Regions from separate parts of the Mus musculus genome. Here regions 2 and 3 are each linked to region 1. The links are chromatin contacts, called in public promoter capture Hi-C maps. All regions are on one chromosome and are shown on one strand. The core of a region is the stretch at or near the end of the contact, and the rest is flanking DNA. Distances in the headings are between cores, read along the strand shown.

Region 1 (3,846 bases), core at 804-3,303:
TTGCAAATATTAAAAACAATGATGTAGATGTCTATTGTTTTGGGAGATTGAAACCAGGGGTTCATGCTAAGCATGTCTTTATCATACCTTTTTTTTTTTTTTTTTTTTTTGGTTTTTCAAGACAGGGTTTCTCTGTATAGCCCTGGCTGTCCTGGAACTCACTTTGTAGACCAGGCTAGCCTCGAACTCAGAAATCCACCTGCCTCTGCCTCCCGAGTGCTGGAATTAAAGGCGTGCACCACCATGCCCGGCTCTTTATCATATCTTTATGTAGGCCTCACGACTACTTTTCTTTAATGTGGTCATGCCCATGATATATTTATACATGGAAAAAACATAAAATATCATTTCATCCTACATGTATGTCTTCCTACATGCATGAGCACATACAAGTGTGTACACACACACACACACACAAGCGCACACACACACACACACACACACACACAAGTACACACACAAGCACACACATACACACAAGCACACACACACAAGTACACACACACAAGCACACACACAAAGCACACACACACAAGCACACACACACACAAGCACACACACACACAAGCACACACACACAAGCACACACACAAGCACACACACAAGCACACATACACAAGCACACACACTGTATTAACATCAAGGTTCTTTAGATGGAATAAACTAACAGGATGCTTACACAATGGAGAGATTGATTTTGAAGAATTAGCTCATAAGATTATGGAGGCTTCTGTGGTTAGCAAACTGAAGGCCTAGGATGGTGAAGGCCAACAGATCAAATACAAGGAGGACAAAGATTTCAGTTTTAATCTGAAGGAAGGACAAAGCTTGGCATCTGAGCCGAAAGGCTCCAATGGAGCCAGAATGGACAAAGATCCTCTCCTAGGAATAAAGTGCATTTAAAAAGGAGATATGCATATGCAGGCATTCTTTACCAAGGTGTGGTTTAGCTGCCCCTCATCTCAAGGTCCTTCCCAACAGGTCTTGTCATCTCCAGGAATAGTTACTTGCTCTGGAGGGCACAGCTTTTTAGCATAGATAATCACTTCTTCTGAGGACAGGTGTGACCTCTTCTTCAAGGTTCACCTTGCCTTAGATCATAAAGGTTTTTATGGCTGTCTGTTGTTCTCGGAATCTAAGGTGGCTGCAGGTTTAGAACTGGCATCTTTAGGGCTCATGTGAGGAAATGCAGCAGCACTTTCTATTGGCTTGTTATAATACCCCGGCGGCATGCTTTCAGTAGTGAGGCCATCCTGCTTAGCCTTGGTGCACATATATTGTAGACAAATTCCCTCTCTAGGTCTCAAATCCTTGCTGTCAGGATGATGCTTGGCATAGACTGGCTTGGAAAGCAGAAATATTTAGGCACTCCCCCTCTCCCCCATCTCAATATACCAACAACACAGCAGATACTCAGTAAGTTTACTATATTGACAAAAATAAATGTGTCTGCGATCTAGTTTTTGACACCCCAGAGCCCTCAGTAAGTAAATATTGAGTTCAAATAGAAGTTTGATCTTGCCAGTATGTTTGTTTCAGGAGCCACATACTTAATAGGATCCTGTTGAGGGAAATTCTCATTGTAATGTTGAGAACTAAGATAGGGGCTTGAGAGATGGCTCAGCAGCTAAGAATTACTATTTTTAGAGAGTGCATTAAGCTGTTAACAGCCCCATAGAGTATTCAGTTCTAGGGGACATGACGCCCTCTTCTGGCATCTGTACTAAGGTGTGATGTCGTCCTGCCCATGTATACATGGGCTTAAAAATAAAATCTTTGCCGAACATAGCGGCTGTATGCCTTTAATGTCAGCACTCAGGAGACAGAAGCAGGGTGGTCTCTTACGAGTTCAAGGCTAGCCTGGTTCACTTAGAGAGTTCAAGGTTCGCCGGTGTTGTAAAAGGGAGACTTTGTCCCGCCTCCCCGAAAAGACTTTCCATTGGCTTTCACTTAACCAACTCCAGACAGCCTCCCTCACACAGCCTATCAGAATGAGGGGGCGGGAGCTTCTGCGCCTCTGACTGACAGTAGCGGCTCCCGGAAAATGTCGTGGCCTGTCGCAGTCTAAGGGTGTGCGGCTGCCATGGACAGCGAGCAGCCCGACAGCCTGGATGGCTGGGTTCCGCTGCGTGAGGACCTCTTCCCGGAGCCCGAGCGCCATCAGCTGCGTTTCCTGGTGGCCTGGAACGCCGCGAAGGGCCAGTTCGCCGTCACCTGTCACGACCGCACGGCGCAGCGGCGGCGGCGCGAGCGGCGGGAGGCCGGCGACGGGGGATGTAGCTGGGCCGGGGTGCTGTCGCCCGCCGGGTTCCGCGGCGCGCACCGGCAGCTGGCGGCGCTGTGGCCGGCCCTGGAGCCCTGCTTCCCGCCGCTGCCGCCCGAGCTGGACGCGGCGAGCGGCGCGGGCTGGGGCCTGGGACGCGGGCTGTGGGCCCTCCTGTGGCCGCTCCTGTGGCCGGCGCCTGCGGACCCTGGCGACTCGGCGCTGCAGGAGCTGTGCCGGCAGCTGGAGCACTACCTGGGCCTGGCGGCCGAAGGATGCGGCGGCGCCACCGTGCGCGACGTGCTCTTCCCGGCCCCGGGTGACTCGGCAGACTGCGAGGGCCTGAGCGAGTTCCGCGAGAGGACGCTGCGCGCTCGCCTGGGCCAAACGGCCACCCGGCTGCACCAGGTATGAGGCCCCGGGCCGAGGGCGGGTCCGCGGGACACTCGTGATGCGCACCGGGCGTCGCTGGTGCACCTGCGCCTCTGTTGAGAGAGAGTGGGGACCTTGAAGTTGAAACACGGTGGTGGTGGTGTTTTGTGTTTTTTTGTTTTTGTTTTCTGCTAGGATTATCAGAGTTCGGCTCCGCGCCGCCTGGCTCTCTTGGTTTGTTGTTGTTGTTGTTGTTTTGGTTGTTTGTTTTTGTTTTTGAAACAGGGTCTCAATCTGTGGTCCAGGCTGGCTTTGAACTCAGGACATTCCTCTGCCTCAGCCTCTCCAGTCCTGGGGTTAGGTAAAAGTTTACTTGCAGTTCTGAGCCAGGCTCTGCGCTTCACCTTTTCCCTGTTCTGGGCAGAGCAGGATGTTGTAATGGGAAAGGCCAGAAATATGAAAGTAAAACTGAAAACAAGGCATGTCCGTCGGAATAAAAACATAAGCTAAGTGGAAGCAATTTGGGGTTCTCCGGAGAAGATGAGGGATGGCTAAAACTGTCTGAGGATGAATGACATTTAAAAGATAGTTTTATTATTTTTTCTTCAAGCAATAAGGATTTTTATTATTATCTTCAAGCAGATGGAAAGCCCTCGGGGAGTGAGGCTTTACTCATCTGCCTTTAATGGCAACAACAAGAAGGCTCTTTTGGACCAGATAATTTGAGACACACACATTCATTATTTGTGTGGTAAACTTAACAGACCCTAAAGAGTGGGGACTTTTCACTTCACTGGAAGATTTAGGGAGAATGTATAAGTTTTACCCAGCAACAATTTCACGAAGAGAGCCAAGTTTCAGAGCTTCATTCCACATTCTGGACACTCCTCGGACATTTCCTGTTTTTCCTTATTGAGCCACGGTTCCAGTGTGTTTTCTGTTGCTCTGCTAAACACTCTGACCAGAAGCGACTCTGGGCAGAAAGGGCCTATTTGGCTTACAGGTTACATTCCATCATCAAGGGAAGCCAGGATAGGTTCTGGAGCACAGATATGGACGAAGGCTGGTTACTGGCTGTATGGCTACCTTTCTTAGCCCGGGACCACCTGCCCCCAGGTACCCACATTTGCTAGCAAGCAAGAAAAGGCTAATCTGATGGAGGCAGGCTAATCTGATGGAGGCAGTTGCTCTTGTGCTTCCCCTTCCCAGGT
Region 2 (3,846 bases), core at 754-3,253, 710 kb after region 1:
CAACTTCAATGCCAGTCACACAGTGCCTCCCAGGCATCTGGCTTGGGTGTTGCAGCCTGTTTCTCCCCAGCCACCATTTCTGTAGTCCTCTTTCAGAGAGTGGAGGTGGAGGGCCTTTTTGTAGGCTGTAGGCTTTGAGCCCTGCTTCTTTGGGCAAGCCCAGGTCCATTGTAGTTGGCTCAAATGTCCTCCTCAAGTTCAGATCTCACATGGTTGTTCCTGAAGCTTCCACAACTCCTGGCAACTCTAATCCCCATGGCATCGAGACTCGGCCTCATTCCCAGGGCCAAAATATGTGAGCAGCTTCATATTCTGGAGTGTATTCTTCAGTTTGCAGCGGAAGAGAGGTTATGGAGTTACATGTGTGCATAGGTGTCATGGGTTCTGATGCAGCATTGGTGACTGTCATAGGTGGAGGTTGAGTCTGTATTGTTTGTTTTTTCTCCAGCCCCCCAGCCTAGAGAAGACCAAGGACCATAGAGCTAAGGTAACAGTTTGTTTCCATGAGTCTCAAGGCAGCAGCTTCCATCTCCAGGAAATGGAGACCCTGAGTGGTGCTGCCCACCCTTAGAGTTCTCTTGGTTTGAGAAGAGAAGAAAAAAGTGTTGTTCGTTTTCTGTGACTCCTGTAACAAGTGTCCACAAGCAGCACTGCGGCTAAAGAGTACAAATCGATTGCCTTCTGATCTGGAGGTTGGAAATTAGACTATAGGGGGAGATGGCAGGACTGGAGGCTTGAAGGAAAGAGCCTGCTTTGTCATCCTTTGCAGTCTCTGGAGAGCACAAGAATTCCTTAGCTTTGTGGCTCCTAGCTTGGCTTCATTGCAGTGAGGATGACCTGGAACCCTCTGTCGTTGTCGTCGTCGTCGTCGTCGTCGTCGTCGTCGTCGTCGTCCTCCTCCTCCTCCTCCTCCTCCTCCTCCTCTTCTTCTTCTTCTTCTTCTTTTTCTTCTTCTTCTTCTTTTCCTTTTTTTTTTTTCAAGACAGAGTTTCTCTGTGTAGTCCTAGCTGTCCTGGAACTCACTCTGTAGACCAGGCTGGCCTCAAACTCAGAAATTCGCCTGGCTCTGCCTCTCTGTCTTCCTCTTAAGCACTGGGATTCCTGTCTCTACCTCTGGTTTAGGTAACACTGAGAGTTGAACCCAGGGCTTGGTGCATTCAGGGTCAGCATTCTACCATCTGGGCTGCATTATCAACCCAAAGACAGTTTATAGTTACTTTGGGCTACCTTGGAAACCCAAGATACCACCGTGTTTCAAGGTTGCTAGTGTAACCTATCTGCTGGGTACCCCTTCCTGTACAACCTAGCATATTCATAGCTTTCACCCACAAATGAAACCAACAGGCAGCTTTCAAGTTTCGTAATGTGGCCGATGGAGGGTGTGTTTGCCTGGACAGTCTTTGGCTTTTGCAGGCCCCGAGTTTGTTGCTTTAGCTTGGCTCTGTCCTTCAAGGTATTTAGTTCAAGTTGTACCCTTGGAAGCAGACGCCATCTCTGCTGGTTCACATACAGCTCACGTCCTAGGAGGCAGAGAGAAGCTTCTGACTCCTGACCGTGACCGAGATAATCCAGTTTGAATCTGACTTGCCTTCATCTGACTTGCCCTCAGTAGGAAGAGCCGAGTCTGGTAACTTTGCTGGGCACCCCCTTATGTGCAGGCACCACGTGGAGTGCTGATGTTGCTGTCTCCCAAGCTTTTAGGGGCTCTGGAATCTGTCGCCTTCCCAAAGTCAGCTGCTAAGGGAAGGATTCCAGATGGAGTTCTAGGTTGCATGATCTTAGCTGTCAGAGAGCATAGTTGGTGTGACTCCCACTCACGTGCACGATATTTGTGAACTGCACATGCACGATCAAGTTATTCACCTGGTTGCTTTTAGCCCTCTTTGAATTTTGCAGATAGCTGGCTTAGTTAAAATGAGGCTCAAAACAGACACCTTACTATTTCTAGAGACAGAGAGGTCACGGCGATTTTCACAGAGCGTGCAGCTGTAGCATTGCAAGGGAGCAGTGCTCTATTCTTAGCAGAATCTGCCACGATCATGTCAGGCTGTGGTGCTGGACTTGTTCAAAAGTGTTGGTAAAAGCCAAAGAGGTGAAATGTAAGAAATCCTTGGGTTTTGCAGGGCCCAGGCTGTCCTTGTTTTGTTTATTGGGTTTTGGGAAATGGAGGGCCAGGGCTGTTTTCCTAGCCACAGAGCACGGTAAGGCAAGCACGATGCCAGGGCTTTCCTTAGTCATGCGTGTGCCCACTGCATTCCTGGCATGAGTGGGCTCTGTATATGTTGTAAACACACATTGAAGCTGTGTTTGTAAAACGTGGGCAGGAAGAGTTCTCAACAATACACGAACGCAAATGGATCTGTGGAAGCCAGCAGCTCCCCCGTTGGCTCCTCAGGGAGAAGCAGATGGCGGAGTGAGGAACAACCAGACCCTGCCTCGGATGGTTAGAATGCTATGTAAGAAAAGGCTGCTTGGGCGAAGCCTGCGACGGGCGGTTTTGATTTGTGTCTCTGTGGAGATCTGGAGGTTTTGAGGTTTGGACTGGGAATGGCTGGTTGGGAGGAATTACCTCAATCTTTGGGGGCTTGCTACAGAAGGTTCTAGAAATAAACTTAATCCTGATTTGCTGTGGTGGTTCTTCAGCCCCCCTGATGCAGGTTTCTCTCAGGTCCTTCTTCAAGACTGCAGCTCTTCTGGGCCTTTCTTACAAACTGCTTCCAAACAAAACCTCACAGCACTTGAGAGGAGGAGGAGGCAGTTCAAGGCCAGCCTTGGCTATATAATTGGTATGAGGAGAATGTGGGCAACATGGGACCCTGCCGTAATCCTCTCCCCATTCTCCCCCACCCCAAGTGCCACTGTAATCAGCCACTACCTTCACGAACATTCCAATTTGTGGGAAGAGGAACAATGGGGTCTCCTTGCTCATCCTTTCTGATGTATGTATTTGTGGGAAGAGGAACAATGGGGTCTCCTTGCTCATCCTTTCTGATGTATGTATTTGTGGGGAAGAGGAACAATGGGGTCTCCATGCTCATCCTTTCTGCTGTATGTGGCAGGGAAGATGCTTTGTGAATGGCAGCAGAAACGCAGGGAACATTTATTTGCCCTGGAACAGGTGTGACTTGCCTTATGTCCCCAGTTTCTCTGAGTATATATTAGCTGACTTTGTTCCTTGTTCTGGCTTAACTAGAAAGTACTCACAGGGACATTTCCCTAAGCAAGCTCTCATGCCTACCATTGGTTTCATTTACAGTTGGGAAACTCTTTCCTGCCATCTTTAGATCCATGACTTTTAGAACATTAAAAAACAAACCACTCAGGATATAATTTTATAACCGTAAGAGACAGTCACTGGACCTCCTTTCCCTCAGTCTCTTTTTCATTTTTGTCCCTGCAGTTCTTTTACACAGGAACAATTATGGGTCAGAATTTTGACTGTAGGATGGCAACTCCATCCCTCCATTTGATGCCCTGTCTTTCTACTGGAGATGGGCAAGTTACTGCAGATTCGGAATAACAAATCAACTTGACAGCTCTGATGTGACCTCATGATCCTAGGGCTCCAAGATGGGATGAGATGACATGGACCAGGGCTCAGACAGTTGCCAAGCCGCCTTGCAGAGCTGAGCTGCTGTCACTGGCTTCCTGTTTGCTCTGGGTATCCCAAGGGCTCTGGCCAGCATAGAGTAACTTTGCACTTCTGCCACAGGTAGAGCAAGTGAGCCAGCTGGCTGTGTTTGTAGAGGCGGCATTAGACTATCACAGGCAGTCCACAGAGATCCTCCAGGAGCTGCAGAGCAAGCTGGAGTTGCGGTAAGCACCTTTGCCTCGCTCAGGCAGCAT
Region 3 (3,846 bases), core at 346-2,845, 690 kb after region 1:
CCTTTGAAAATGTGAAGTCACTTCTTCATTTGAAGGAGATTTTAATAAAAAGTAGAATTATGTATTATGACAAGTGACAGAACTTTGCTTTCCGCACCTGTGACTTATGGCTACATCTCAGATGCAGTTAGCAGGAAATCAGCGTTGATAGAAAGCAAGGACATCACAGAGTCCACAGCTGGGGGATCATCAGCCAATTAAGTCACTCCACATAGAAGGTAGAGCTTAGTATGGGGACTGGAGAGAGGACCTGACGGTTGATATGGAGCACTGCTCTTGCAGAGGATTGCAGTTCAGTTCCCAGGGCTCAGGCTACCCCTTCCTGTAAGCCCAGCTCTAGGGGATCCCATGACTGTGGCTTCTGAGGGCATCTGCAGTCATGTGCGCACAGCCTCTTACAGACATATAATACACACAACTAAAAAGAAACCAGTGCAAAAAGGTTGATAAGTCAGAAGATAATAACAAAAAATAGATGCTAAGTGGTCTTGTTGTTTTGTTAATGAAAAGGTGGAAAATCATAAAGGCCTGGAGGGAGGAGGGAGGAAGCACAAATGCTCATTGCAAAAGAAAAAAAGGGGCTGTAGCCATAGCCACAGGTCGTTTTATAGTGTGTGTGTGTTGTATATTTTGCCTGCATATAAATATATATACATGTATTTTACACACACACACACACACACACACACACACACACACACACACACACGTGGGGCAGTGAGCTGTGCACAGGCAGCCTGGTCCCCGGTCAAGCACAGGCTTTAAACCCTGGTGACCCTGTAGGTGACTTCTCAGCCATGCTTCCTGGGCTCCTGGGCTCCTGGGTCCTGTCCTAGCTACAGCTTCCCACAGCCCCTTCCCACAGCAGAGAGGTGTGTGGCCATTAGTCATGTATGGCAATGCCCCAAGTTCCTGGCATTCTGACTGGACTCCACCCCCACAGTTACCTGGCAACACAGCCAGGTAGTCCTGGCCCACTATAAAAGGAACTGCTTGCCCCTCCTCCCTCACTTACTCCTGCTTCCTGCTTGCTTCTCTCCTGCCCTCTTGCTCCCCCTCTCTCCTCATTCCCTTCTCCCCTCTCTCCTTGTGGCCATTGCCGGCCTCTACTTCTCTACTCTCTCCCTCTCTCTGCCCTTCTTTAATAAACACCTTAAAACCATGGACTGCCTCTTCTCAGGGGGATCCGCAGTGCTGGAGCAATGGAGCAGGTCTCCCTCTAAGGAGCATGCCGGAGGCCTCTCTGTCCTCTCAGCCAAGGCAGCCAGCTGAGACAAGCTGCTCACCACCAAGCCACCAGCCTAAGCAAGACAAGGACTCCCCTCCCCGCGGGACCCAGCCGGAGCTCTCCTCCCTGTCCTTTTCCCTTCAACCCTGGGCCAGAGCCCACCCGTGGGCCCCGCTCTGTTCTCAGCTCTTCTGAAGCATACAGCGGTGTCTGGGATGTTTGAAAGCCCGAAACTGTCATCCTCGGCCTCCATGCGGGCCTGGGGACCCTGAGCCAACGCTGGCAGATCCACTGGGACCTCAGACTGCGCCTTCCCCATCCCCAGAGCGGAGTCCTGCGGCTTCTCACAGCCTGACGCCCACCCGGCAGTGGCTGCAGCTGCATGGGGTCCGCGGCACAGTCAAACTTCCCACATCAGCCTCCATGAGTGGCCCTAGACCCGTGGTGAGCCAGACACGGGACCCCGTTTTTGTTTTTGTTTTTGTTTTTTCGAGACAGAGTTTCTCTCCATATCCCTGGCTGTCCTGGAACTCACTTTGTAGACCAGGCTGGCCTCGAACTCAGAAATCCGCCTGCCTCTGCCTCCCAAGTGCTGGGATTAAAGGCGTGCGCCACCACTGCCTGACTGGGACCCCATTTTTAACCAACACACACATACATGTGTACTGTGTGTGCCCAGTACCTATGAAAGTCAGAAGAAAGTACCAGATCTCCTGGAACTGGAGTTCTGGATGGTTGGAAGATGCCATGTGGGTCCTGGGAATGGAGCCAAGGTCCTCTGGAAGAGCAGCCAGTGTTCTTAACTACTGAGCCGTCTCTCCAGCCCCATGATATCCTCAGAACCCTGTTCTGCTACTCAGCCCCTGTGTGGGCTGGGCCCGGGAGAGTTAGTTGCACGTCCTATATTTAATCAACTGGAGAACACACTTCACAACACACAGCCTTCCCCAACATGCTCATACCTCTGCCTGCCTCTGTTTTTTTTTTTTTTTTTCTTTTGAGTTTTGCCAAAGATGTTTGCATAACAGTTTGTTAGTACAGACACACCTGTGTGTGCACACACCGCAGCCATTCCAGGAGGGCCACTTGGTTTGGTTTCTTTGTATTTATTCACGAGTTAGTTTAGGTTTCCTTTGAGCACCTATCTTTGCCAATGTGTTCAGTACCATGCATAGAATTTCCTTTGTTTCTCCTCCTCATGAGTTTCCTTTCACAATGTATCTTACCAGATTATTTTACTTTATTTAAAAAAATTATGTATAGTGAGAATTCTGAGCTCTGTGGATGCTGACCTTCTGTGGTTCCCCCTCCCCCGTTTGCCACTTTTTGTAAACTCCATGTGCTGTATCTGTCACTGTGTAGTATGACATTTTTGTGTGTCACAGTTTAACTGTGGGATCTCAGGTCAAGCTTGGATGCTTCAGCATTTGGAGACATTCTGTTTTATAAGTTATTACATTTTTGGTTTTTGGTCCATATTTTTATCCTAATACAGTGTGAATCTCACTTTATCCTCAGCAGGATAGGGTTACTAGTGCTGCAGTGAAACACCACGATCATAAAGCAAAATGGAAAGGGAAGGCTTCATCATAGAAGGAAGTCAGGACAGGAACTCAAACAGGGCAGGACGCTGGAGGCAGAGCGGATACAGAAGCCATGGAGGAGTGCTGCTTACTGGCTTGCTCCTTTTCTTTGTAGATCTGCATATGACTGACCATTAATAACTACACAGCACAGTCTATACTAGACTGCTTTGAAATCTTCTCTGCCAATGCCATTAACCCCAAACTGTTCAGTTTAGCTTCAGAAAGACTTTCTGGACAAGGGCAAAAGCAGCCGCATTTATTGCCAAATTATCACAATAATGATCTCTAAGCCACATACTAAAATCCTTCCCCTATGAAAGTTCGTGAGCCAGGCCCCCACAGTTCAAGTCACCTTCAGCATCACTGCCTTTCATGTTCCTACTGAAGCCCTGACTTAAGTGTTAATCTTTTCTAATCCAAAGTTTCAGAGTCCACATTCCTTCAAACAAAATCATGTCAGGCTTATCAAAGCGATACCCCAGCCCCTGGCACCAACTTCTGTCTTGGTTAGGGTTTCTGTTGCAGTGAAGAGACACCATGGCAACTCTTAGAAAACATTTAACTGGTGCTGGCTTACAGTTGAGAGGTTTTAGCTCAGTATCGTTGCCGGAGGACGGTCGCCTGGGTGCTGGGAGATGCATTAGGATCCACAGGCAGCAGGAAGAGTCAGACACTGGGCCTGGCTTGGGCATTTAAAACCCCAGAGCCCACCTCCAGTGACACACTTCCCCAACAGGGCCACACCTTCTAACCCCTGTCTAGTGGAGTCACTCCCTAATGAGCAGCAATTCAAATCTGAGCCTGTGGGGGCCATTCCTGTTCAAGCCCACCACATCAACCTACCATGTTTTAACCAAATGATAATTCTGATGAGATTTTATATGCTAATTTATGGGAAGGTTTGTGTCTTTCTAAAACTAATTTTTATACATAGGGAATTGGATTTTTAAAAGTCTGTCTTCTCATAAGATTTATTCCTTTTTAGGACATGATTTTGTATTTCTCTTGTGATTGTCATCTCCTTTCTCTCTC

The links. Promoter capture Hi-C pulls out the DNA fragments that hold promoters and counts their contacts.
Region 2: a contact with region 1 is called in a promoter capture Hi-C map of hippocampal neurons, with 3 times the contacts expected there. The contact joins the enhancer-like site here to the promoter of Whamm in region 1. A contact is called at or near these places in 6 of 39 promoter capture datasets (the C10 cell line, the SN4741 cell line, embryonic stem cells and 3 more).
Region 3: a promoter capture Hi-C map of pre-B cells shows a contact between it and region 1, with 5 times the contacts expected there. The contact joins the enhancer-like site here to the promoter of Whamm in region 1. A contact is called at or near these places in 14 of 39 promoter capture datasets (the 3T3-L1 cell line, 3T3-L1-derived adipocytes, the C10 cell line and 10 more) and 1 of 484 Hi-C or Micro-C datasets (adipose-derived mesenchymal stem cells).

What each region holds. Positions count from the first base shown.
Region 1 is chr7:81,569,239-81,573,084 of GRCm38.p6, forward strand. Whamm (WAS protein homolog associated with actin, golgi membranes and microtubules) reads left to right here and starts at 2,054. Exons shown (of 10, transcript NM_001004185.3): 1 at 2,054-2,671. The coding sequence starts at 2,084.
Region 2 is chr7:82,280,343-82,284,188 of GRCm38.p6, forward strand. It overlaps Sh3gl3 (SH3-domain GRB2-like 3), which reads left to right. Exons shown (of 9, transcript NM_017400.7): 7 at 3,713-3,816. Among named protein-coding and RNA genes, the nearest start is that of Gm51492, 15 kb to the right of the region's middle. Within about 2 kb of position 2,004, at least 19 of the 459 cell types and tissues checked have an H3K27ac peak or open chromatin away from gene starts, as enhancers often do. A contact at or near this core is called in hippocampal neurons, where this site is marked.
Region 3 is chr7:82,263,431-82,267,276 of GRCm38.p6, forward strand. The region is part of intron 2 of Sh3gl3 (SH3-domain GRB2-like 3); the gene reads left to right. Among named protein-coding and RNA genes, the nearest start is that of Gm32903, 9.4 kb to the left of the region's middle. Within about 2 kb of position 1,596, at least 12 of the 459 cell types and tissues checked have an H3K27ac peak or open chromatin away from gene starts, as enhancers often do.